7 separate regions of the Mus musculus genome follow, and regions 2, 3, 4, 5, 6 and 7 are each linked to region 1. A link is a contact called in public HiChIP or PLAC-seq and promoter capture Hi-C data. All regions are on one chromosome and are shown on one strand. The core of a region is the stretch at or near the end of the contact, and the rest is flanking DNA. Distances in the headings are between cores, read along the strand shown.

The links. Promoter capture Hi-C pulls out the DNA fragments that hold promoters and counts their contacts. HiChIP or PLAC-seq counts read pairs in DNA pulled down with a chosen protein or histone mark. Capture Hi-C pulls out chosen DNA fragments and counts their contacts.
Region 2: an H3K27ac HiChIP or PLAC-seq map of embryonic stem cells shows a contact between it and region 1, with 10 times the contacts expected there. The contact joins the enhancer-like site here to the promoter of Txnrd3 in region 1. A contact is called at or near these places in 9 of 39 promoter capture datasets (the 3T3-L1 cell line, the SN4741 cell line, cranial neural crest and 5 more) and 3 of 115 datasets of contacts at active chromatin or transcription factors (all in embryonic stem cells).
Region 3: a promoter capture Hi-C map of liver shows a contact between it and region 1, with 3 times the contacts expected there. The contact joins the promoter of Slc41a3 here to the promoter of Txnrd3 in region 1. A contact is called at or near these places in 8 of 39 promoter capture datasets (the 3T3-L1 cell line, 3T3-L1-derived adipocytes, cranial neural crest and 5 more), 3 of 484 Hi-C or Micro-C datasets (embryonic stem cells and muscle stem cells), 7 of 115 datasets of contacts at active chromatin or transcription factors (astrocytes, cardiomyocytes, embryonic forebrain and 4 more) and 2 of 9 other capture datasets (adipose tissue and liver).
Region 4: a contact with region 1 is called in a promoter capture Hi-C map of hippocampal neurons, with 8 times the contacts expected there. The contact joins the enhancer-like site here to the promoter of Txnrd3 in region 1. A contact is called at or near these places in 15 of 39 promoter capture datasets (the 3T3-L1 cell line, the HPC-7 cell line, the SN4741 cell line and 9 more) and 4 of 115 datasets of contacts at active chromatin or transcription factors (epiblast stem cells, kidney, pancreatic cancer cells and 1 more).
Region 5: an RNA polymerase II HiChIP or PLAC-seq map of embryonic stem cells shows a contact between it and region 1, with 12 read pairs. The contact joins the promoter of Aldh1l1 here to the promoter of Txnrd3 in region 1. A contact is called at or near these places in 10 of 39 promoter capture datasets (the 3T3-L1 cell line, the HPC-7 cell line, cranial neural crest and 7 more) and 7 of 115 datasets of contacts at active chromatin or transcription factors (cardiomyocytes, embryonic stem cells, epiblast stem cells and 3 more).
Region 6: an H3K4me3 HiChIP or PLAC-seq map of stem cell-derived neural progenitor cells shows a contact between it and region 1, with 18 read pairs. The contact joins the enhancer-like site here to the promoter of Txnrd3 in region 1. A contact is called at or near these places in 12 of 39 promoter capture datasets (the 3T3-L1 cell line, cranial neural crest, embryonic stem cells and 5 more) and 5 of 115 datasets of contacts at active chromatin or transcription factors (cardiomyocytes, embryonic stem cells and stem cell-derived neural progenitor cells).
Region 7: an H3K27ac HiChIP or PLAC-seq map of embryonic stem cells shows a contact between it and region 1, with 10 times the contacts expected there. The contact joins the enhancer-like site here to the promoter of Txnrd3 in region 1. A contact is called at or near these places in 14 of 39 promoter capture datasets (the 3T3-L1 cell line, cranial neural crest, embryonic stem cells and 6 more), 1 of 484 Hi-C or Micro-C datasets (embryonic stem cells), 7 of 115 datasets of contacts at active chromatin or transcription factors (embryonic stem cells, extraembryonic endoderm stem cells, forebrain and 3 more) and 1 of 9 other capture datasets (embryonic stem cells).

The regions. Positions count from the first base shown.
Region 1 is chr6:89,642,577-89,645,590 of GRCm38.p6, forward strand. Txnrd3 (thioredoxin reductase 3) reads left to right here and starts at 1,412. Exons shown (of 16, transcript NM_001178058.1): 1 at 1,412-1,826. The coding sequence starts at 1,557.
Region 2 is chr6:90,633,680-90,636,693 of GRCm38.p6, forward strand. Slc41a3 (solute carrier family 41, member 3) reads left to right here. Exons shown (of 11, transcript NM_027868.2): 5 at 1-76; 6 at 1,571-1,717. Among named protein-coding and RNA genes, the nearest start is that of Slc41a3, 30 kb to the left of the region's middle. Within about 2 kb of position 1,607, at least 7 of the 459 cell types and tissues checked have an H3K27ac peak or open chromatin away from gene starts, as enhancers often do. A contact at or near this core is called in embryonic stem cells, where this site is marked.
Region 3 is chr6:90,603,250-90,606,263 of GRCm38.p6, forward strand. Slc41a3 (solute carrier family 41, member 3) reads left to right here and starts at 1,631. Exons shown (of 11, transcript NM_027868.2): 1 at 1,631-1,759.
Region 4 is chr6:90,577,951-90,580,964 of GRCm38.p6, forward strand. It overlaps Aldh1l1 (aldehyde dehydrogenase 1 family, member L1), which reads left to right. Exons shown (of 23, transcript NM_027406.2): 15 at 2,526-2,631. Among named protein-coding and RNA genes, the nearest start is that of Gm15756, 20 kb to the right of the region's middle. Within about 2 kb of position 1,456, at least 8 of the 459 cell types and tissues checked have an H3K27ac peak or open chromatin away from gene starts, as enhancers often do. A contact at or near this core is called in hippocampal neurons, where this site is marked.
Region 5 is chr6:90,549,162-90,552,175 of GRCm38.p6, forward strand. Aldh1l1 (aldehyde dehydrogenase 1 family, member L1) reads left to right here and starts at 1,632. Exons shown (of 23, transcript NM_027406.2): 1 at 1,632-1,809.
Region 6 is chr6:90,530,499-90,533,512 of GRCm38.p6, forward strand. No RefSeq gene overlaps it. Among named protein-coding and RNA genes, the nearest start is that of Aldh1l1, 19 kb to the right of the region's middle. Within about 2 kb of position 1,498, at least 14 of the 459 cell types and tissues checked have an H3K27ac peak or open chromatin away from gene starts, as enhancers often do. A contact at or near this core is called in stem cell-derived neural progenitor cells, where this site is marked.
Region 7 is chr6:90,513,585-90,516,598 of GRCm38.p6, forward strand. No RefSeq gene overlaps it. Among named protein-coding and RNA genes, the nearest start is that of Aldh1l1, 36 kb to the right of the region's middle. Within about 2 kb of position 1,552, at least 55 of the 459 cell types and tissues checked have an H3K27ac peak or open chromatin away from gene starts, as enhancers often do. A contact at or near this core is called in embryonic stem cells, liver and stem cell-derived epiblast-like cells, where this site is marked.

The DNA of each region.
Region 1 (3,014 bases), core at 162-2,661:
TTTCCTAAAAATTAAATTCATTATGATTTATTACCAGTAAATGTTTGTGAATCTGTTGAATGTACTTTTGAGATCATGTGAAATCATTCAGGTTAAAAAGGGTTGCAAGTGAAAAAGATTTGAGTTTTAGTAGGGTCTTCTAGGGTTCAAGGGTTGGTGATAACAAGTCTGGCTCAAATGTTTGAAGCAGCCCTGGTTGAGCCTGCCCTTCAGACAGGCACCAGATACACTGGCCATGCAGTTTTCCTCAAGGCCTCTGTGGAGTGGGCGTTCCAGACCACAGGTGCTAAGGATAGTCCAGCTAACTGACTAACAGTGGCCACTAATTAGAGTCCGTGCCTCTGCTCATTTACAGGAAGCTGAACTTCAGAAGGGCTGCTTACAGCAATAACTTTAAAACGTGAGCCCAGGGAGAGGGCTCAGTTGATAAAATGTTTGCATACCGCCTGTTCTTATTTGACCTTCTTTCCAAATGGTTCCTGTGTTGGGGATGGCTTGAGAATCCATTGTGCCCTAGTTATTTCCTGTTGCTGTGATAACAACACTAACCAAAAACAACTTAGAGGAAGAAAGGGTTTATTTGGGAAAAGTCCCAAGTCACACTCCATTATTGGGGGAAGTCAGAAAACCCAAGAAGGAGCAGAAGCTGACTGCTGCTCGTGGGCTTGCTCTCGATAGCTCACTCAGCATGCTCTCTTACCACCTAGGACCACCTGCCCAAGGGTGGCACCCCCTCCCCAGTGGGCCTGATGCCACCACATTTATCATTAATCAGAAAATATTCCACAGGCTTGCCTACAGGCCAATCTGAAGGAAGCATTTCCTCAGTTGAGTCTCTTTCCAGGTGACTCTAGTATGCTCCAAGTTGACAAAAACTAAGCAGTACACTGTCACAGTGAATTGCTGAGGGTGTGTGTGGGTTGAGGGGTTGGGGAGGTAGTAACCTAGGAACCTCATATTGAAACTGAATTGCAATAGTAATTTTTATTCAGCTTCAGTAGTGCAAATTAAAAAAGAATCAGTATTTCCTAGACAAGGTTTTTGTCACATTTTCTGAAATAAAGTGGAGACATCTACCCTTCCTGAAAAGCACCTATTTTGAGATTGGTGGAGAATCAGGAGCGGAAGGAACTGTAGAGAGGCCTCTGGGTGTCAAAAACTGTGGTAAAACGATAATGAAAACAGTAATTACAAGAAGAGCAGAGCATACAAGCTTGATTCCGCACCTTTGAAAATGGCAAGTGACTGCCACTGTGCCACTGGGTGGTAGACAGAGTAGTTTGCAGGCTCACCAGGCTGAGCTAAGGGGGCGTAGCTTAGCCCTGTGGAGGCCTGGAGGTGGGGCAAAGTTTTCCCGGGGGCGTGGCCGGTCGGTAGGCGGGCCCTCTCCGTGGGTCGCGCGGTCGGGGGCGTGGCCCCGTAGCTGTCCGGTGCGCCCGCGGCCAGTGCGTAGCGTTCTCAAGTTCTCAGCGGCTTTGCCGGCGTCGTCCCCTAGGCGGCCGCCCGCGTCCCGGTTCCTCAGCAGGCCCGGCTCGGCCCGGAGCGACAACAAAGCCCTGGAGAAGCCACCGTCCCCGCCGCCGCCTCCTCGGGCGCAGACCTCGCCCGGGCTGGGGAAGGTTGGAGTCCTCCCCAACCGCCGCCTGGGTGCTGTCCGTGGCGGCCTCATGTCGTCGCCACCCGGCCGCCGCGCCCGCCTGGCCTCCCCTGGGACCAGCCGCCCGTCTTCTGAGGCCCGCGAGGAGCTGCGGCGCCGCCTGCGGGACCTCATCGAGGGCAACAGGGTGATGATCTTCAGCAAGAGTTACTGTCCACACAGCACGCGGGTAGGCGGGGCCGGCCGTAGCAGAGCTCTGGGGCGTGGCCTGATGGGCAGGGTCTAAGCAATCCCGGTGGGAGGAGGGAAGTGAAGGTGAAGCCAGGACAGGGTGGGCCGGGCGGGGAGGAGCGTCGATAAAGAGGCTGGGTAAGTTTGTGAGCCGGATCTGGGGACTGATCAGAGGTCTGAGCAGTGAGCCGGGCGAACCCCGGGCTCAGTAGTTAGCGCCTGGTGGGCGGGGTCTGAGCAAGGTTGGTGGGTGGGGCGAAGCGGAGGTCTGTGGAGGGTGCTTGATGGGCGTAACCGGAATAGGGTCTGGGCGGGGCTCATTGGGCGGATTGGAACCGTGGAAGGGGGTCCTGGTGGGAGGGGCTAATAGGGAGGGTCTGAGTGGAACTCTGTGGGTGGGACCTAGTGTATGGGGGGTGGGGGGTAAGGGAGGGTTTGGGTGGAACTTAGTGGGCGGGCGGTCCTGCGCTGACATATGGGAGGTGGGCGGGGCCTGAAGGTGGACGGAGTAGGGCTTTTGTAGCACTTTCCCAGGTTTCATTGCCTACCTTCTCTGACTCACTACGGGGTCCCGGGAGGTTGCCATCTAGGGAAACATTTGCTTTCCAGCCTGATAATGGGCTTTAGTTAAAAAAAAAAAAAAAAGAACAACCAAAAAATATTTAAAATTGTTGTCTTATTAAAATAGGATTGCGTGGCTAGCTGAAGCTGGATCTAGATCCCATTTGTTAACTAGCATGTTTGGCTCCTTGACCAGGTTTCAGAACTAGCAGGGAGCTTGTAAGATGAAGGTAGAGGAGGTTTTAAGAACCATGGAAGTCGTGGCTAGTTTAAGCTCTGTTGCACACTCTGTAATTTGGGGCTGGGTGGGCATTCGACATTGTTTTCATATTATGAGATAAAAATATTCTTATTGAAATCTTTGGAAGGAAGATGCAAGATGGGGCTGTTCAATATCTTGATGTTTACTTAACATTATGAGAAAGTTGAAACAATAAAGGCCAGGTGTGTAACTTAGTGGGAGCAAGGCCCTGGCTTCCATTTCTAGCACAATTTAAATGAAAAAAAAAATAGATGCTTGGGCAGAAGGATCATGTATTCAAGGCCAGCCTGGGCTCCTATTAAGAGTGCTACCACAAGAAACGGGATGAAATGGTGCCAGCTCCAGGACCAACGTTCCATCCCC
Region 2 (3,014 bases), core at 357-2,856, 990 kb after region 1:
GAGTTCGATTGGTCCAAGGTGGCCTTGCTGTGCACGAGCAGCGTCATCACCGCCTTCCTTGCTGCCTTGGCCCTAGGTGAGCCATGCCCATGGACCCTATACCCCAGGCCATAGACACCAGGCCCCAGACCCCAGGCACCAGGCCCCAAGTACCCCAGACCCCAGGCCCCAGACACCTCAGACCCCAGGCACCAGGCCAGCTGCTTCTCTGCTGTTTTGTTAAGGTTCTCAGAGAGGTTTGCAGTGAAGCTGCCGTGGCACTAGTGTGGAACTCCAGGAGTCGGGTAGTGGTTCTGCCCCGTGCCCTCTCCCAGGTGTGTGTGTGTGTGCAGAGAGCATGTGCATGCCCGAGAGAGTTCTGCTGTTTGCCACTCCCTGCTGATGAGGTCAGACACCTGAGCAAGGCAGCTTTCTTCATCTAGTTTGTTGGCCTCTACATGTGTCAATAGAACCACATACAGGACCATGTACAAATTGGCTCACAATTATAACAAGCCTCCTGCCTCAGCTTCCTGAGTACTGGGATTACAAGCATGCACAGTAGTGTCTGTTAAGGGGCTTCAGTGAGACCAGCACCAGCCCATTGGCTCAGTTGTGTAAATTCAGGTTCACTTGGCGCCCAAGTTTAGAAAGAAGCAGCAGGGCCCTGGCTTGGTCCCACAGGACACAATGTGGCAGGTGGTGGCATCGAGGGTGAATGTAGTCCTTTTTATTTTTAACTCCATTCATTTTGGGGTACGAGGGGATGAGCGAAGGGCCTTTCTGGAATTATTTTCAGAGTCACGGGATTCTTGAGTAGTGTTAAATTCTAAAAGCCAAGATGCATAATGTTTTGAAGAACCAAGGGAAGCCTGCTGAAATAGACGAAGCCCCAGCTAGCAATTAATGAGGCTTGCAAGGCTGCAGGGAAGCTGCACTCAGACAGAGTGGAGGGTCCTGGGGCTGAGCCCCTGGAGATGTGCTGTTCTGATCTTCCAGCCAAGCCACGAAGCCCATCACCATCTGCACCTCAGGGTCATGTGTTTCATCCATGTGACTCGGAACAGTATTGCTGGGCTCCTGGGATAAGGGACTCCCAGGATGTCTCTGGTGTCTGGGCAGAGCCTTTCACCCCAATGGGGTCGGGACACACATCTACCTGCTCTCCCTCCCCAGCCTCCATTGGTGCTTGAGCCTAAGAAATGTCTCATATATAGGTTGCTCAGAGGACTCAGCAGTTCCTGGAGGCCAGGTCCCTCTGCCCCTCAGGTTACTTTTGCTTAGAGCATCCTTGGAACAGCCCTCCATGTAGCAGAAGCTGTGAATGCCATGTCCCTGTATTTCTAGGTGCTTCCAGAGGTCAGAGGCTACCTGCCTGCTCAAGCGTGTCTTCAGGCTTTTCAGGCCACCCTTTGCCACCCCCACAGGTTCCAGCTAGTGACAGAAACTTAGGGAGGTAGGCAGCCTGTTGAGCATCTAGACTTTCATAGATATAACTATAACCACCTGCTTGACCCTTCCTGAGGGTGGGGGAGCCTCTAAGCCTTCTCACCACCAACCACTCCCTGGGCCTCCCCTCCTCCCACTGCAGGAATTCTAATGATCTGCATAGTGATTGGTGCTCGGAAGTTTGGGGTCAACCCTGATAACATCGCCACACCCATTGCAGCCAGCCTGGGCGACCTCATCACCCTGTCCATCCTGGCCCTCATGAGCAGTTTCTTCTACAGCCACAAAGGTAGGGAAGGCTCTCGGGAGGGACATGAGCAGATGTCTCACACACACACACACACACACACACACATACTCTCTCTCTCTCTCTCTCTCTCTCTCTCTCTCTCTCTCTCACCCACACACACACACACACACACACACACAAACACAAGCAGCTCAAGTCGACAGGGCTTGGAGGTCTGAGAAGTAAGCACAGGTACAGATAAAACAGTATGGCCTCCACTGTACCTGGGGCATCTCTGTCCAGTCTGACTGATTCCTGTAACTGTCCTCTTAGGTGGCAGTGAGGAGCCTCACTGCCTGAGAATCAGATAAGATGACCTAGTTGTACTTTTAGGCCTGTCTGATGTGCATAGGAGTTGATTATTTGCATTTGATTTGTAAAACAAATAAGAGTGCCATTCCCCTCCCCTCTTGCCACTGCCTCTGCTCAGGAAGGCAGTGGGCCTGGCCCCAGGAGACGGTCTTCAGTGACTGGGAAGTGAGTTAGCTCCCACATGCCAGGAGCTGTCAGGAAGACGCATCAGTGTAATGGGGGAGCTGGATGACTCCTGTCTGAAGTTATGGAGAACCTGGGCAGGGCGCCTTCCCAAGTGCCTTGTAAGGAGACAATTGTACAGGCTACTGTGTCCCTGAGTGTTAGTGGCCTGCTTAGAGCCTGAGGGACCTGCCCTCCAGCTCTGGGGATGGTACAGAAGCTGGCCATATCTACCACGAAGCACTTTGTCTATAGCTAGCCTGGAGCACCTGTGGCAGATGAAGGGACTATTATTGTGGGCTGTGGTGTCTGGGGTGATGGTGACACCATACCCAGAGAGGGACACCACCCAGAGCAGAGTGAGACGTACACCACCTATAGCCATCGAGCACTGGAGCTGCTCAGGCGGGATGAGTCTAGAGCAAGTCAATGTTCTGTGCACATGTGGGACATGGAGTCAGAGAACGAGGCTGGGAGAGAGCAGAGGCAAAGCCCCTGGGTAGGCGGTGCACTGACTTCACAGCTGGAGGTGACTCTGGGAAATGAGTGGCTATCAGGCCAGCCTGACCCATATCCCACAATAATACAGAATGTCTTAACCAGGAGAAAACTTCCTCCTGATCCTACCCCTGAGGCCACGTGCTCTGGGAACTACCTCTTTGCTTTTCTGGGTTTTCTGGACCTCTAAGCAGGGTTATAGAGAACTGCCATGAATCTGCTATCTGCTCTTAGCCTGTCCTGGGAAAACCAGACCAAGGGTCTTGACGATCACCAGGGCATCAGCGAAATGCAGGGATGGGGCAGGACAGAGAGGGGCTTCCCA
Region 3 (3,014 bases), core at 381-2,880, 960 kb after region 1:
AGCCCAGGCTGCATGCCAGTGAGTGGCAGGCCGAGGACCGAGTCCTAAAGACTGTACTTTCTCCCTTCATTGCCTCTGCTTGTTTATTTGCTGATGTCCCCAAGCCCTGCAGAGTCCCTGCTGACACCCTGCTCTGCTCCTGCCCGCCTCTGGCTACCTCTGTCCTCAGGGAGTACCCGCTTCATGTGAGGTCTAGTGGGTGGTGACCTTGTCCTGCTCTCTGCTCTTTCTAGTCGGCTATCTCTGAGTTTCCCAGAACTCACGTGTTGCCATGTTGGTAGTGAACCTCCTGTTGTCTTTTCTGCCTCTCCTTTTCACTGTCACAGGGCTTTCTGGGTCAGCCTTTAATCAAAGGGTTTGTGATGGAGGGATCAGGGGCTGAGGTCCAGGGTTCTCTTCAAGACTGTGACACCAGTTATTGCTTTTCCCTGTTCTAGTCAGACCTAAGATTCTGCTACCCCCCACCTGCCCACAGTGCCTCAGTCTGGGAATCAAACTCGTTAAACCTTTATGAAACCTTCAAAAGTATGGGCTAAAATAAACCCTTTTCTTTGTATAAGTTGATTTTGTTACAATAAATGAAAGCATATCAACATGGAGTTCAAGGTTCATGGATGGCTATTCCTGGTGACGCCTCCCTCCTACTGTCTTTCTATGTCTCACCTGCATGCACACAGGGAGAATGAGCTGGCAGGGTCTCTTCCTGAGAGGACTCCAGTCGCATTGTGACTGCACCCTGTGACTTCACTTGTTCATTGCTACCTCTTACATAAGCTGGATTGACAAATGCAATCACTTTGGGAGCTTGGAATTCAGCACTATATTTTGACAATGTAAGCCATCCAGTCTGTAAATTCTCCTAACATGTGGAACACTGTCATCTGTTTTTGTTTTGTTTTTCATTTGCTGGGGACAGAATCCAGGAACTGGGCTTGCATCTCCCCGGGCCTTGCCCTGTCATACTTTTTTTGTGTTGTATTCTTCAAAACTACTGTCTTACAGGTCTTGCACATCCGGTTTCTGCAGGTGCAGTTGGCAGCTTAGAATCCAGCCAGGGCTCAGGATTCTTGAATCAGCCAAGAGCCATAAGTGGGGGCACGGGATAGATTGTAGGAGCTGGTGTCCACTGAGGCTCACCACTGCTGGCTGAGTCTTCCAAGGCTGTATCTTGATAAGAGTGAGAGGATCACACATGTTGAAGGACAGAAGAACTTTCATGACACATACACAAGTGTTCAAAGGTGAAATATTCAGAAATGTCAGATTGAAAACTGAACAGGCAAATGTGTATCCTAAGGGAAGCTGGCCCTTGCAGTGTGCTACTGGAGGCTACTCCGTCGCCCAGCCCCGCCCCCGCCCGTGGCCCCGCCCGTGACCCCGCCCTACTCATGGTCCTGTTCCGGGGTCTAGCTTCTTCTTTCTTGGCCCCACCCCAAGCGGCACCGCCTCTGAGGCGTGTCATTGGGTCCTTCGGCACCCAGGGAGCATCCCTGCACACCCCACTGCTCGATCAGAGAGCTGTCCTGACTAAAAGGCTTTAAAAATTGGGTTTTTCAAGCGCCACCTCTGTGGATTGGCCCCGCCCACAACACTCGCCCAGCAACCCTCCCCTCCTGTGGCCCCGCCCCTCTGTCTGGACGCCTAGGCAGGGCGGGGCTGGCCCGCCTGCTGCCCTTCTCGCTTCCTCCCGCCGCAGGCCTCCACAGTGTCCAGCGCGCGCCTGGCCGCCTCGCTTTCGCCGCCGGCCGGGAGAGGACCGGTAAGCGCGGGCAGGAGCTGGACTGGGAGCCGGGGAAGCCAAGGGAAAGCGGAGCGTCAATGGCCCTCGGGATGGGGCGTGGGGCACAGGATCTGTCTTAGGCACACTGGGCGGGTCAGTTTGTGGCATCCTCGCTCCAAAGGTCTGCAGGGACCCGCCCCGCTGATCTCTCTCCCTCTGCCTGTGATGAACCCCAGAGCGCCTGACTCTAGGGGTTATGGTTAACTCCTTCAGCACCCCGAGATCATCCTTGACCACCCTAAGGCAGGCTCAGCGAGCTGTCCCTGCGCTCCAGGTTGTCAAGCTAGAGGTTGTTCAGACTTGAGAAGATCCCTCAGTCTACCAGATCCTTTCTATAAATCTTTTAAAACTCAGGTTTTCAAACTGCTTCTTCGCCACGGAGACCACTTAGAGACGCAGCCATTCCAACCTGACCCAGATATCTAGATGAGCTTGCTCTGCTTCCTGACGCTGGCTGGCCTCATGCTGGTACTATGGTAGCTTAAGAACCACGACTGTAAAGTAGTACAGAAGAGCCTGGAGTCAGGCCAAGTGCCCTGTAAGGAAAATATACTATAGAAGGGTATAGTGATCTCCCCTTATTGCAGGGAGTTACAAACATGTTCCCAAAGAGTGTCTGAATCCTGGAATGATATCCAGACATATAGATTGTTTTCCTAATATACATACCTATGGTAGAGCTTAACTTGTGAACTAGACACAGTAAAAGATGAACACCCCTAAGGTAGGGCAGGTGTAATCATATACTGTGATACAATTGTCACCATCACTATACTTGTGCCATTATTAAGTAGACTAAGCGTTGCTTGGCCAACAGCTCAGCCACCCTAACAACTGTTGAGAGGGTGACTAGCTGATGGGCAGCATCTGCAGCATAGATCCCTATGCCGAGGAGTGCTGCATGTTCTAGGAGGGACAGTGTAGTGTTAACTGAATCGGTCCACCATGCTGCTCAGAACTGAGCACAAAACCTACAAATTCTTTATTTCTAGAAATGTTCTCTTAATATTTTTGGTAGTAAGCAAAACCTCTGAAGGTACCCTAGGATAAAGGGTCTTACAGCGCTCCGTTCATACTCTGAGGTGGATGGTATTTTGCTCTCCCAAGGTCACACATCTGCGAAGAGGAGAAACTGGGATTCGAACCCTGAGTTTGGGTTCCCGTACATTCCCACCGGAATGTTCTATAAAGTCAAGAAGATAAAGTGCAGATGTGCTCTCCTTATTCTACATAG
Region 4 (3,014 bases), core at 206-2,705, 940 kb after region 1:
TGCTGTTCATATCTAAAGTACCTGCTCTGTCCGGCACTGCTGTGGTCACTGTGCCATTATTTAAGTGAACAGTAACTGTCAGAGCCACGGCAGTAAACAGGGGGGCTGCATCCAAAATGATTGTAAAACAACTGCATCCATTACAAATGAGTCAGTGTTAGCCAGAGGAGTGAGCCAGCAGAATATACCTCTAATTAAAAGACCAGGGGGGTTGGTCTCCACCCTCAGAGGCTCCATAGCCAGATGGCCACCTGCAAGCTGGGGTGACAGCCACTCAGTCTGAGAAACTGGAAGGCTCAGAACAAGAGCCACACATGGCACAGCCGAAGGCCTGGAATTTCCCTAAAGAGGTGCTGGTGTGGCTCTGGAGTCTGATGTCATGGATGGTCCTGCTGATGATGCATATGTATGAGCAGCCCTGTGTTCTGCCTATTGCTCCATCCAGGCCCCCAGCCTTGTGGATGCTGCCACCCACATTCAGGGAGTGGCTTCCCTACTCCGTTCCCAGATACTCCCCAAAGTTAGAGCCAATGACAGTAACCGATGACAGTGCAGGGCAGAGTTCAGTAGGGGAAGTGCAAAGGTAGATTGCAGGGCAAAACTGGTCACCTAGTCTCCCCCACAGGAGGCCTCAGGGCTCAGCAGAAGAGAGAAAGCATACTGGGATGAATATCTTAGCCATAAGCATTCAGAATCCTGTGTCACAGACATGGCAAATCCCTCACAGGTATAGGGGGGACTTAGGAGCCTGCATGTAGTTCTATAGGAACAGGAGTTCTATCAAAAATACTTAAACTGCCATGGTCTTAACACAGTCTCCTGAAGTCCTTAAATGGGAGGGAAGAGGTATGGAGGGAGGGAGGCATTGAGGGAGGGAGGGAGGGAGGGAGGGAGGGAGGGAGGGAGGGGGAGAGAGAGAGAGAGAGAGAGAGAGAGAGAGAGAAAGGAAGGAAAGAAAGGAAGGAAGGAAGAGAGAGAGAGAGAGAGAGAGAGAGAGAGAGAGAAAGAAAGAAAGAAAGAAAGAAAGAAAGAAAGAAAGAAAGAAAGAAAGAAAGAAAGAAAGAAAGAAAGAAAGAGAAAGTATTCAGACACTATAGGACAGTTAGTATCATGGGTAAATCAAAGACAAGAGGCCTTCTACCAAGGGCGGCCACTAGGAATTGCCATGACCTGCACGGCTTAGGAACTGACCTAACTGGGGTAACAGGGAACTAAGAAATGGCAACACACATACAGATATGCTGGGATTGGGTGAGCCTTCTTCTTTGATGGAGACAGGCCAATGGCAAACCAGAAACTCAGTGTACTTATTTTATATATCTGAATCTAGGAGGTGGGTCATTATATGCAGCTGAATAAGGCGACAGGTTTAACTAATCTCAGTAGGGGCTGGGGTCTCTGTAGGAGAGCAGCCTCTGGCTATAAATATCCTAGGGGAGGAAGCTGTAGCTGACACCTGTGCACACACTGTCAATATCTACACACAAATAAGGCTGAGGCACATGGCTGCCTGGCCCCGTAGCTTCAGGCCTGTGGCTGCACCACAGCTCAGCAGAAGCAAACAGCACAGGAGGCTGCCCGCCTCCGGGCAGCCAGGAACCCTTCAGCATATGGGGACATGTGTGATCCAAGTTTGCACGGCATGCTAGTGGCTGCTGACAGCCCTTGGCATTTCTTACAGAACTGTCACCCTGACCTCTGTCTCCATGGCCATGTCCCATTCCCTTTGGGATTCTGGAGGTGTGTGTTTTGGGAGGGGACCCAATTCACCCTATAGCAAGGGGACTCTTCTGACACTTTCCTCCTTTGGCTCTCCTAAAACCCCATGACCAGCACCCAGCAGCTTCAGGCTCTGCTCTCTGCTACCCACCCAGACCCTCTACTATGCTGGGTGTAGGTTGGACAGAGGGGTGCAGCATCCTGACCCCCTTGTATTCTACCACTCCCAGGGTGATGCACAGGCTCTCAGTGGACCTTTATCCACACAGGGACTGGCTGATACTTACCATGCCTCCTTTGAGATGTCTCACAGTCATCCTGTCCACTGGCCTCTCTGACTGTGCTCTCTCAATACCTGGGCCCAACTAAGAAACCTCCTTTCTGGTCCCCTGATAGTAGTAATGGTGACACAGGAGCCAAGAGAGGCAGAGCCAAACGGGATTAGGCTGTGGTCTGCATACCTACTGCCCACTACCCCCGAGTCTACACTACCATACCCATGTGTCAATGTGCAGCTCCTACACTGAGCCAGATGTTCTGCCAGGCCTCCACACCAGTGTCTGGTCACTGTACCCACCCTTACCTCTCTTCCTCCCTAGAGAGTTCCCCTCAGACACCGACCTCCATCCCAGCCAGGCTGCACTGCAGCACCAGAGGCATGGGCTGGCTCCCCAGGTCCATTGCCTTTCCTGGAAAGCCTGGCTTTGACAGTGGCAGCCAGTCCTGGGTGAGGGGCTGGAGTTGGCAGGTTCACTCTGGTTCAGCCTGTCTGAAAAGGGACAAAGGCCCGCTGCTTTTGTTTGCAGGGTCTGTGGTATTGTCATCCCCTGGAACTATCCCTTAATGATGCTGTCCTGGAAGACAGCAGCCTGCCTGGCTGCCGGGAACACCGTGGTGATCAAGCCTGCCCAGGTGAGTGCACATTCTCTGGACCAGGCTGTGTCCCAGGAAGGGAATGGGAAACACATCAAGAGACTAAGGTCCCTTCGCCCATACCGCTCACTGAGGAGCTGTGCCTCAGAGGCCAGCTTATGATAAGAGAGACACAAGAGGGGGGTCAGAGCTAGTTGGCTGAGAAGACTGTCCAGCTACCAGTAATGGAGGCCTGGACATTGTGTTGGCATATGCCACCACTCAGAGGACAGGGTTTCTACTGCCATTCTGAATCCACTCCCTGGATCTTGTTTTCTGTCCCTGGCCTGTCCCATGCTCAGGGCAGGCCAATGCTATCAGTAAACTTGGTTCCTTGTCTCTCATCTGGTTTCAGATATCAGAAGTTCTAGAGTAGTGGTTCT
Region 5 (3,014 bases), core at 382-2,881, 910 kb after region 1:
CAGAGCACACCAAATCCTGACATTTAATCATGCTACGTACAGATTTTAGCCCTTTAACTGCAAGCATGCCACCTGGTGTTGGGTCATCGCATACGCCTGTGGGTGGCATAAGATGGATAACACTGAAACTGGAGGGTCATAAAGGAAAGCGGAAAGCCCGCCCCAGGGCTGCAGTTGGGGACAGCTTCTCTGAAGATGTGGTGCGTTAATGGTGGGAGCTTCCTAACTCAAGGAGATAGTAAACAACACACAAAAGTCCGTGCGTGAGTCCTGGAGGACTTTTTGAGCGACTATTATCTGCCTTGTTAAGGAAGCAGGAAAGACAACTGTTGCATTTCCTGATCTCAGAGAGCTTACAGTCTGGTAGGAGAGCAGATGCACAGAGGACAGGGGCACTGAGGGCATGGTTAGTTCTCTATTGGCAGTAACTGAGAGTGGAGGGGCACAGAAGAGCCCAAGAGGCTCCTTAGGTTGTGTGGAGGGTACAATATGTTTGGGCTGAGCAACCCAGAGCCAGACTTTGTCTGGCTGGTAAGAGACAGAGGTGCCTGCTATCACAATCCAAGGGTCTGCTTGAGGCAGAGCCAGTGCAAAGGATGTGGTTAGAGCCAGCCTGGTGTACTGAAGAGGGGCGAAGAGCTTGAGTAAGGAGTCTCAGCGGTGGTTTGAGAGGCAGGGTGGTTAATGGAGTAGCTGCAGGGGAGAATCCTTGGGAGGGAGCCTGCAGGACAGAGCTTTGGTCAGGAAGTGATGGGCATGTCACTGGACCCTGTATTGTCTCTGACTTTTCTCAAGTAGGACAATGACTCTGCCCAGGGAGGGGGTCTGTGACAAGGTGGAAGGGCCAGAGGAGAACTTCTGAGAAGAAAACCAGAGGCCGTGAAGAGGTGGGAAGGGCATGGGATTCAGAACCTCAGGCCCACCAGGACACAACCCCAGGTCCACAGCAGATGGGTGACCTTGCATGTCTCAGTCACCAGCATTGTGCTCCTTGCTTATCACGCTTGGGTGAAGGAAATGACCCAAATAGCATAAAGCCTGAAGGCCGGGACTAGGCCAGCTAGGGCTTGCCCTTCCCTTCCCAGCTGCACTTTCCATAGGTCCCACCTTCAGCAGATTAGACCCGCCTCCTGCTTCCTGCCTCCTTGCCTCCTCACTCATGGGTCTATGCCCACCTCCAGTCTCGGGACTGAGGCTCACTGAAGTCCCATCGAGGTCTGGTCTGGTGAATCAGCGGCTGGCTCTGGGCCCTGGGCGACCAGTTAGGTTCCGGGCATGCTAGGCAATGAACTCTACCCGGAATTGGGGGTGCGGGGAGGCGGGGAGGTCTCCAACCCAGCCTTTTGAGGACGTGCCTGTCGCTGCACGGTGCTTTTTATAGACGATGGTGGCCCATTTTGCAGAAGGGAAAGCCGGAGCCCTCTGGGGAGCAAGGTCCCCGCAAATGGACGGATGACCTGAGCTTGGTTCTGCCAGTCCACTTCCCAAATCCCTCACCCCATTCTAGGGACTAGGGAAAGATCTCCTGATTGGTCATATCTGGGGGCCTGGCCGGAGGGCCTCCTATGATTGGAGAGATCTAGGCTGGGCGGGCCCTAGAGCCCGCCTCTTCTCTGCCTGGAGGAGGAGCACTGACCCTAACCCTCTCTGCACAAGACCCGAGCTTGTGCGCCCTTCTGGGAGCTTGCTGCCCCTGTGCTGACTGCTGACAGCTGACTGACGCTCGCAGCTAGCAGGTACTTCTGGGTTGCTAGCCCAGAGCCCTGGGCCGGTGACCCTGTTTTCCCTACTTCCCGTCTTTGACCTTGGGTAAGTTTCTTTTTCTTTTGTTTTTGAGAGAGGCACCCAGATCCTCTCCACTACAGGCAGCCGCTGAACCTTGGATCCTCAGCTCCTGCCCTGGGAACTACAGTTCCTGCCCTTTTTTTCCCACCTTGAGGGAGGTTTTCCCTGAGTAGCTTCGACTATCCTGGAACAAGCTTTGTAGACCAGCCTGGGTCTCCGGAGAGTTGGGATTAAAGGCGTGCACCACCACCCCAGGCTCATGTCCTAGGAGTTTTCTTGAGCACAGCTGAATCTTGGCTTCTGGTCTGTAAAATGTGGAGGTGTGGTGTCTTAACAGTACACCTCTCCTGAGGTTCCTGGAGAATTCTGGTCCTAGGCAGCTGGTGGTGAGTGTTGGCACTGTCCTCTGTCCATATAAGTTCTCTGTGCCCAGGAGACAGCAGGGACATATTTTACAGAGGCATTTGAGACACAGGGAAGGTGAAGTTCACTAAGGCCTTGCAGGCTTGAGAGCTGGGTTGCTCTATTGTTCCCTGTAGCCACACCCAGGATCATGGAAGTGTCTGATCTTGACTCCCTGAGGGACTTATCCACCCCCCACCTGGAGCCAGGGCAAAGAGGCTATCATAGGAGAGGGTCAGCCTTGAGCAGTTATAGGAGGGGGTTCCTTGCAGAATGTCTGGCCATGGGGTGAACTCTGACTACCACTAGGTCTGCTCCCAGCATGGGACTGCAGCAGGCTATAGAGGGAGGGCTCCTGCCACTGTTCTGCTGTCCTGACCCAGGGGCTAGAAGAAGGGACCTGCGGAACAGGAGCCCTCTGAGTCCCTGAAGGCCCAAGGCTTCAGCAGCCCCTGGGGGTGTCCCATGACAAGAAGACAGGGGTGGGAGTCTGCACCCTATAGCCTGGGGCTCAGTAGACCCTCCAGACCCTCATTTGCTATCTGTGTGGCCAAAGGCCAGCTTTATGTGACAGTCCTCACTCCATGTTCCTTCTTGTCCCTGAGCTGTGATAACGGCTGATCTGCAGCCATCCTGACTGAAGCCAGAAGTGGGGTTTTTGTTGTTTTGTTTGCTTGTGTTTTTCTCCCTTACTCTTTCTATAAATAACAGATGTTCAGAGGGAAGGGAGGCAGGTGAGGGAGCACAGAGCTGAAATCTCAGCACTCAAGGGGCTGAGGTGGGAGGATGGAAATGTCCAGGGCAGCCTGGGCTATGCACTGAATCCC
Region 6 (3,014 bases), core at 248-2,747, 890 kb after region 1:
ATTTAGGACCTTTGGAAGAGCAGTCAGTGCTCTTAATCACTGAGCCATCATCTCTCCAGACCCCTTTGAAACAATTTTTAAAGTCTATTGGTTGTTGTTGTTTTTCTGTTTGTTGTTTGTTTTTCCAGACATGGTTTCTCTCACTCTGTAGATTAGGTTGGCCTTGAACTCAGATCCTCCTGCCTCAGCCTTCTCAGCACTGGGATCAATAGTGTGTGCTGCCACGACCTAGTTCATTTCCTTTCCTTGAGCATCACACCCTACCACCCTGTGCTTAGCCTACGCTGTGTAAATGCCAGAGTGTGTAGCACCACAGCAAGGACCCAGTGCTATGTGCAGAGTAGCTGGACCAAGTCTAGCCATCCATAAATGTGCTTGATAAAAGAACCAGCATCAGTGACAGACAGCAGGTGTCAAGTGTGGAAGTGGCTTGTGCTACCCAGGGGGCCTTCCATGCTGATTCCACCCAGGACCCAAGAGTCTATAAAAGAAGGAGTTAAATCCCCTGTAAACTCAACAATTGGCATCCATCTTCTGCTTCCATGAACAAAGAGTTCAGAGGTCATCACCTGCATCCTACAATGAGCAAAACTGAACAACATTAAGTTTTCATCCGGCTCTCTAAGAACTGAGGGTGTGGGCAAGAGGGTCAGGCATGGCTCCCAAGTCTGTAGACACTGGTGGCTAAGGAGTTCTACAGAGTTAGCAATGCCCCTCCCCCAAGGTTATGCTAAAGGAACTAGTCCCCAGCACCTCAGCCCAGGGCCTTGTGGGAAAGAACAGTACTGAGTATAGAATTACTTAAATCACTGATGATGAGGTCACGTTGAAGCAGATCTGGGTCTTCCACCCAGGATGAAGAGTGTCCTTTTGGGTAGAGAAGAGACATGGGACAGAGCTGGGGGTGAGGGATCGAGGGTGGTGGTTTCCATGTGACAATGGAAGCAGAGCCCAGGTGTTCACAACTGCAAGCCAGGGCCAGCCAAGATGCAGGATCTCCCCCCCCCTCCCCCCCAATGACTCAGAAGCAGTGAGACTGGCAATCGGTGAGCTTCCAACCTGCAAGGGTTGCAAGTACATGCATTTCTGCTTTCAGCGCCCTGATTTGCAGCATTCTGTTACTGCAGTTCTGGGAAAGAGAAACAGAAACCTAGGGTGGAGACCATGGACCAGCAAAAATAGCCAGGGCCAGCTTAGCTGGGGGTGGGGGTGGGGTGCTGTGGACCATTGGAATCACATAACATTCTGGTGTCTCACTGGAATTGAAAGCAGGATGCTCCAAGTCACAGTCAAGGGTAAAATCCCCACAGTTTGATGTCCAGGAAGCCCACTGTTTTCCATGGTGAAGAGCCATAAAAATGTTTACCTTGTGGCCTGGCATGGTTGCAAAGGCCTATACATCCAGGGCTTTGGAGCCAACGGCTGAACACAAGTTCAAGGCATCTGGGCTACAAAAGAGACCCTGTCTCAACAAAACAAACACTGTCTTGTGCCTCTGTCAGAGGGAGGAAAATAGTACCCATTTATAAACCCTCTTAGTGCCGTCTCCATAATGGAAGCCAACACTGCCAGGACTTTGCCAGATTGTTGTCTGGTGCAAAATGAAGCCAGCCTTCCAGCCCCTAAATCTGGCTTTGTGTTTCACCTAAGCTGGAGAGAGGGCAGAGGTTTTTTTTCAGAATGATCTCTCATGGCCACAACCCAAGAATACCCTTCTCAGGAGACAGATCCTCTCCCTATATTAAGCATGCTCCAGCCTGGGTTCAGGGGTTACAGTTGAAAGATCTGCAAGAGAAAGACTCTCTTTCAGAATTGCTTGGGGGGGGGGCAGGGGGGCACCTCAGTGGACAAAGGTGCTTGTTGCCAAGTTTGATGACCTAAGTTCTATACCCAGGATCCACTCGGTGGAAAGAGAGAACTGATGCCCACAAACTGACCTCTGACCTCCTAATACCCCTCACATGGCATAGTTCCCACCCATACATATACTTCACTAAATTAGACATAGTTGTGAAATTTTCTCAGAGAAACACAAAGATGACAGAAGAATCAAAAGAATAGAGTAGCCGGGCGGTGGTGGCACACGCCTTTAATCCCAGCACTTGGGAGGCAGAGGCAGGTGGATCTCTGAGTTCGAGGCCAGCCTGGTCTACAAAGTGAGTTCCAGGACAGCCAAGACTATACAGAGAAACCCTGTCTCGAAAAACCAAAAAAAAAAAAAAAAAAAAAAAAAGAATAGAGTAGAGTAGGGCATGGTGGAACACACCTTTACTCCCAGCACTTGAGGGCAGAGGCAGGAGGATCTCTGTGAGTTCAAGACCAACCCGGTCTACACAGTGAGTTCCAGGACAGCCAAGGCTACCACTGTCAAGATGTCCAGAGAGAAAGAGAGAGAGACAATGGACTTTGAAGCTACAGGCATTGTCAGAGTGGTGGTTTGAATGAAAATGGCCCCCTCTAGCCACAGGGAGTGTCACTATTATGGGTGCGGCCTTATTGGAACAGGTGTGGCCTTGTTGAAGAAAGTGTATCGCTGGGCTTTGAAGTTTCAGAAACTCAAGCTAGACTGTGTCACGCTCTCTTCCTACTGAGCAGATCCAATTGTAGACCTCTCAGCTGCCTTTCCAGCACCATGTCTGCCTGCAGGCATCCATGGTTTCCTCCATGATGATAATGGACTAAACCTCTGAACCTGTAAGCCAGCCCCAATTAAATGTTTTGTTTTTATAAGAGTTGCCATGAAACCGGGCGTGGTGGCACATGCCTTTAATCCCAGCACTCGGGAGGCAGAGGCAGGCGAATTTCTGAGTTCGAGGCCAGCCTCGTCTACATAGTGAGTTCCAGGACAGCCAGGGCTATACAGAGAAACCCTGTTTCGAAAAAACAAAAACAAAAACAAAAACAAAAAAAAAGTTGCCGTGATCATGGTGTCTCTTCACAGTGATAGGAGCCCTAAGACATTACACAGTGTTAAACACGGCTCCATTCCCAGCTAAGTTTACATAGCATTTAAC
Region 7 (3,014 bases), core at 302-2,801, 870 kb after region 1:
CAAAGCCACAGTTCAGAGAGGGTAGGCTGACAAGGTGACCCACGTGGAGAGAAGGTGTAGCCTGCAGGGGCCAGAGGTCATCTGACATTGGTGGAGCTCACCCAGGTGCTGGGGAAGCCATCTGAGACACAGGTCCAGGAAAGGGGTGACAAGCCCAGATCTATCTGAGACCTTGCTTAAAGTGGGAGATGGAAAGAGGTTAATGGGGACAATAAATCTCATTAAAATTTTGTGTTCACTTTTTTGACTTCAAAATTCATCCGTGAATTGTACAGCTACCCAAGGGCTAAGGCTTTTTTGTTTTGTTTTGAGGTTTATTTTTAGATTCTTTATGTGTATGAATGTGTTGCCTGCAAGTATGGATATACACCACAGGTGTGCAGAGCTCAAACATGCCAGAAGAGGGCCTTAGATCCCTTAAAACTGGAGTTATAGACTGTTGTAAGCCACCGTGTATATGCTGAAAATCAAACTCAGGTCTTCTGGAAGAGCAGCCAGGCTCTCAACTGCTGAGACATTTCTCCAGCCCCCAAAGGTTGAGATCTTAAATTTGATCATTTTCATTTTCTTTGTCCTCTGTTTCACTTCTAATGCAGCCCTGAGTGGACCTCGGTGTCAGCTGCCAAGGTTCCCCAGTACCCCGAAGCTACTCTGCCCAGCCAGGAGTCCTGGATTTGAGGTTGCTCAACTTGGGTCTCTGGAAGGGCAGAGAAAAGGCCTGGGAACCCCCTACTCTGAAAAGCTTTCCAAAGACTGGTGGTCTAGCTTGAATAGACAGAGGGAGAGAATGGAGGAGGAGGAGGCCAAAACCTGATCCTCCTGTTAGGATCAATCAGATAACTTAGGCTTTGCTCCTGACAGGGGGTCTCTGCAGGTCAGCACCCTTCATATCCCTCACAGCCCTGCCAGAGGGCAGGTCCTTGAGAGGCATCAGGCTGGCTCCATGATATGCTGAGTGTGCACTGGCCAGGCCTCTCTGATGATGCAAGCCAGTCTCCATTGTGCAACAGAGATGAAGGGTCCCAGGGAGGGCCCACAGAGGCTTTGCCTCACTGGCACATTGAGCTGTGTCAAAATCAAACACCCCAAAGGAGAGAGTTTGAGGTTCAGAGGGAAGGTGTATTTTTACCAGGCAGTACAGGTCCTAGGGACCAGGGGCCAGGAGTGGGAAGGGAGGGGCAGATTAAGGGGGGGAAAAAGACAGACAGAAAGAAGAAGAAAAGGAGGGGAATGGCATAGAGAGGAGAGGAGGGAGAGGAGAGGAGAGGAGCAGCAGGAGAGTCAGGAGGTCCCTGGTTGAGTGCTCTCACCTAGAGACAGACAGCCTGGAGCAACAATGGAAACTCTCAGCCCCAGATCTCACCCTGAGGCTGACTCTGCTGGGTAAAAATAGGTGTGGCTCATAGGACAAGGTCTTGCAGTCCCCAGCGGAGCCAAGTAAATAGTGACCTGATCCAGCCATGGAGAAAAACCAAACCTTGTTGACTTTGCAGGCCTGCAGCTCTGGGTGCGGCCACTTGGGTCTCTTCTGTGGGGCTTTTGAGCAGCCTAGCCTGGGCTCTGCTCAGATCTCAGGCTGGAACCCTGGGGCACTGCCATCTGCCCTACAGGGTTTCAATAGATTCAGGGCCTCTGTGGCACCATGCTGCCCCCTGCTGGTCAGTTCTGTGGGATCCCGGGAGGTCTCTGATACATGGTGACTAGGAGGCCACTTTGGAGAGCCCTGGGATGAGACCCTCCCTCTCTAAGCAGATGGCGTAGAGAAGCACCAGTTACATTTCACATGTACAACTGAGGGTCTGTAAGGTTATGGTGGAACTAGGAAGTCCTCGTCCCAAGTGGGGACATGGATGTCATAGTACTGTGTGTTACTCCCATGTTTGTGTGACCATGTCTCCTGCACTGCCCGCCCTGTGAATGCAGAAACTCAGTCATGTGAACTGCAGAAGATTTGGTGGTCATGATCAGCGGCTACCTACTAGTCACGTCTCTTCATGTTTGTCTGCTTCGTTTTTCTTTCTTTTCTTTTTCTTTTCTTTTTTTTTTTTGTTTTTATTTTAATGTGTCTGGCTTTTGTCTGCATGTATGTCTATGTACCACGCGTGTGCAGTGTCAGTAGAGGTCAAAAGAGGGCACTGGATCCCCTGGGACCCATGGAATCACACCTGAGTCCTCGACAAGAGCCACCGAGCTTTCCCTTTTAAGTTGACTGTAGAGGTGTCAGCTGCAGTCCGCACAGCTCCCTGTGGCTCCCATTGGCTGTGTTTTGATAGTACTAAAGGCCACGTCCAAGGAGCAGCATGTTGCATACAGATCAGGCAGGGAAGGTGAGTTCATGCTACTCTCTGCAGAACAGAATCATCCTCTATCTGTCCCGGTCATGTGGGGACATCTGAGTAAGGCAGGGAAGGAGCCAGCCAGTGGCCAGTGACAAAAGCCCCTTCCTCTGTTCCCTAGCTTCTGTCTGTCTTTCCATGAGAAGTGTGTGACTGGTGCAGACCTAGCAGAGGCTGGCACTGTCCTGAACTATGTGTTGGCAGTGTCCCTACTGGGCCTTCATTCAGAGAGTGGACCTCTTGGGCAAGGAGGGATTGTGTTCTCCCAGCTGTGGGTTGGTCTTGGAAATTGAGATTAAGAAAAAAGCAAAGATGTCCAGGTGGTGGCTTTTCTCCTCCCACTGTGTGGGGGTTGAGGCACAGGATAGCTCCTGGCCTTTGGGTACATTCTGGTGTGTGTGTGTGTGTGTGTACATGTTTATGCATTTCACTAGTTATAGAAGAAATATTACAGGGCTGGAGAGATGGCTCAGCAGTTAAGAGCACTGACTGCTCTTCCAAAGGTCCTGAGTTCAAATCCCAGCATCTACATGGTAGCTCACAACCATCTGTAATGGGATCTGACACCTTCTTCTAGTGTAGCTACAGTGATCTGAAGACAGCTACAGTGTATTTAGATATAATAATAAATCTTTAGGCTGGAGCAAGGAGGGCTAGCCAAGCAAGCAACCTTCATTC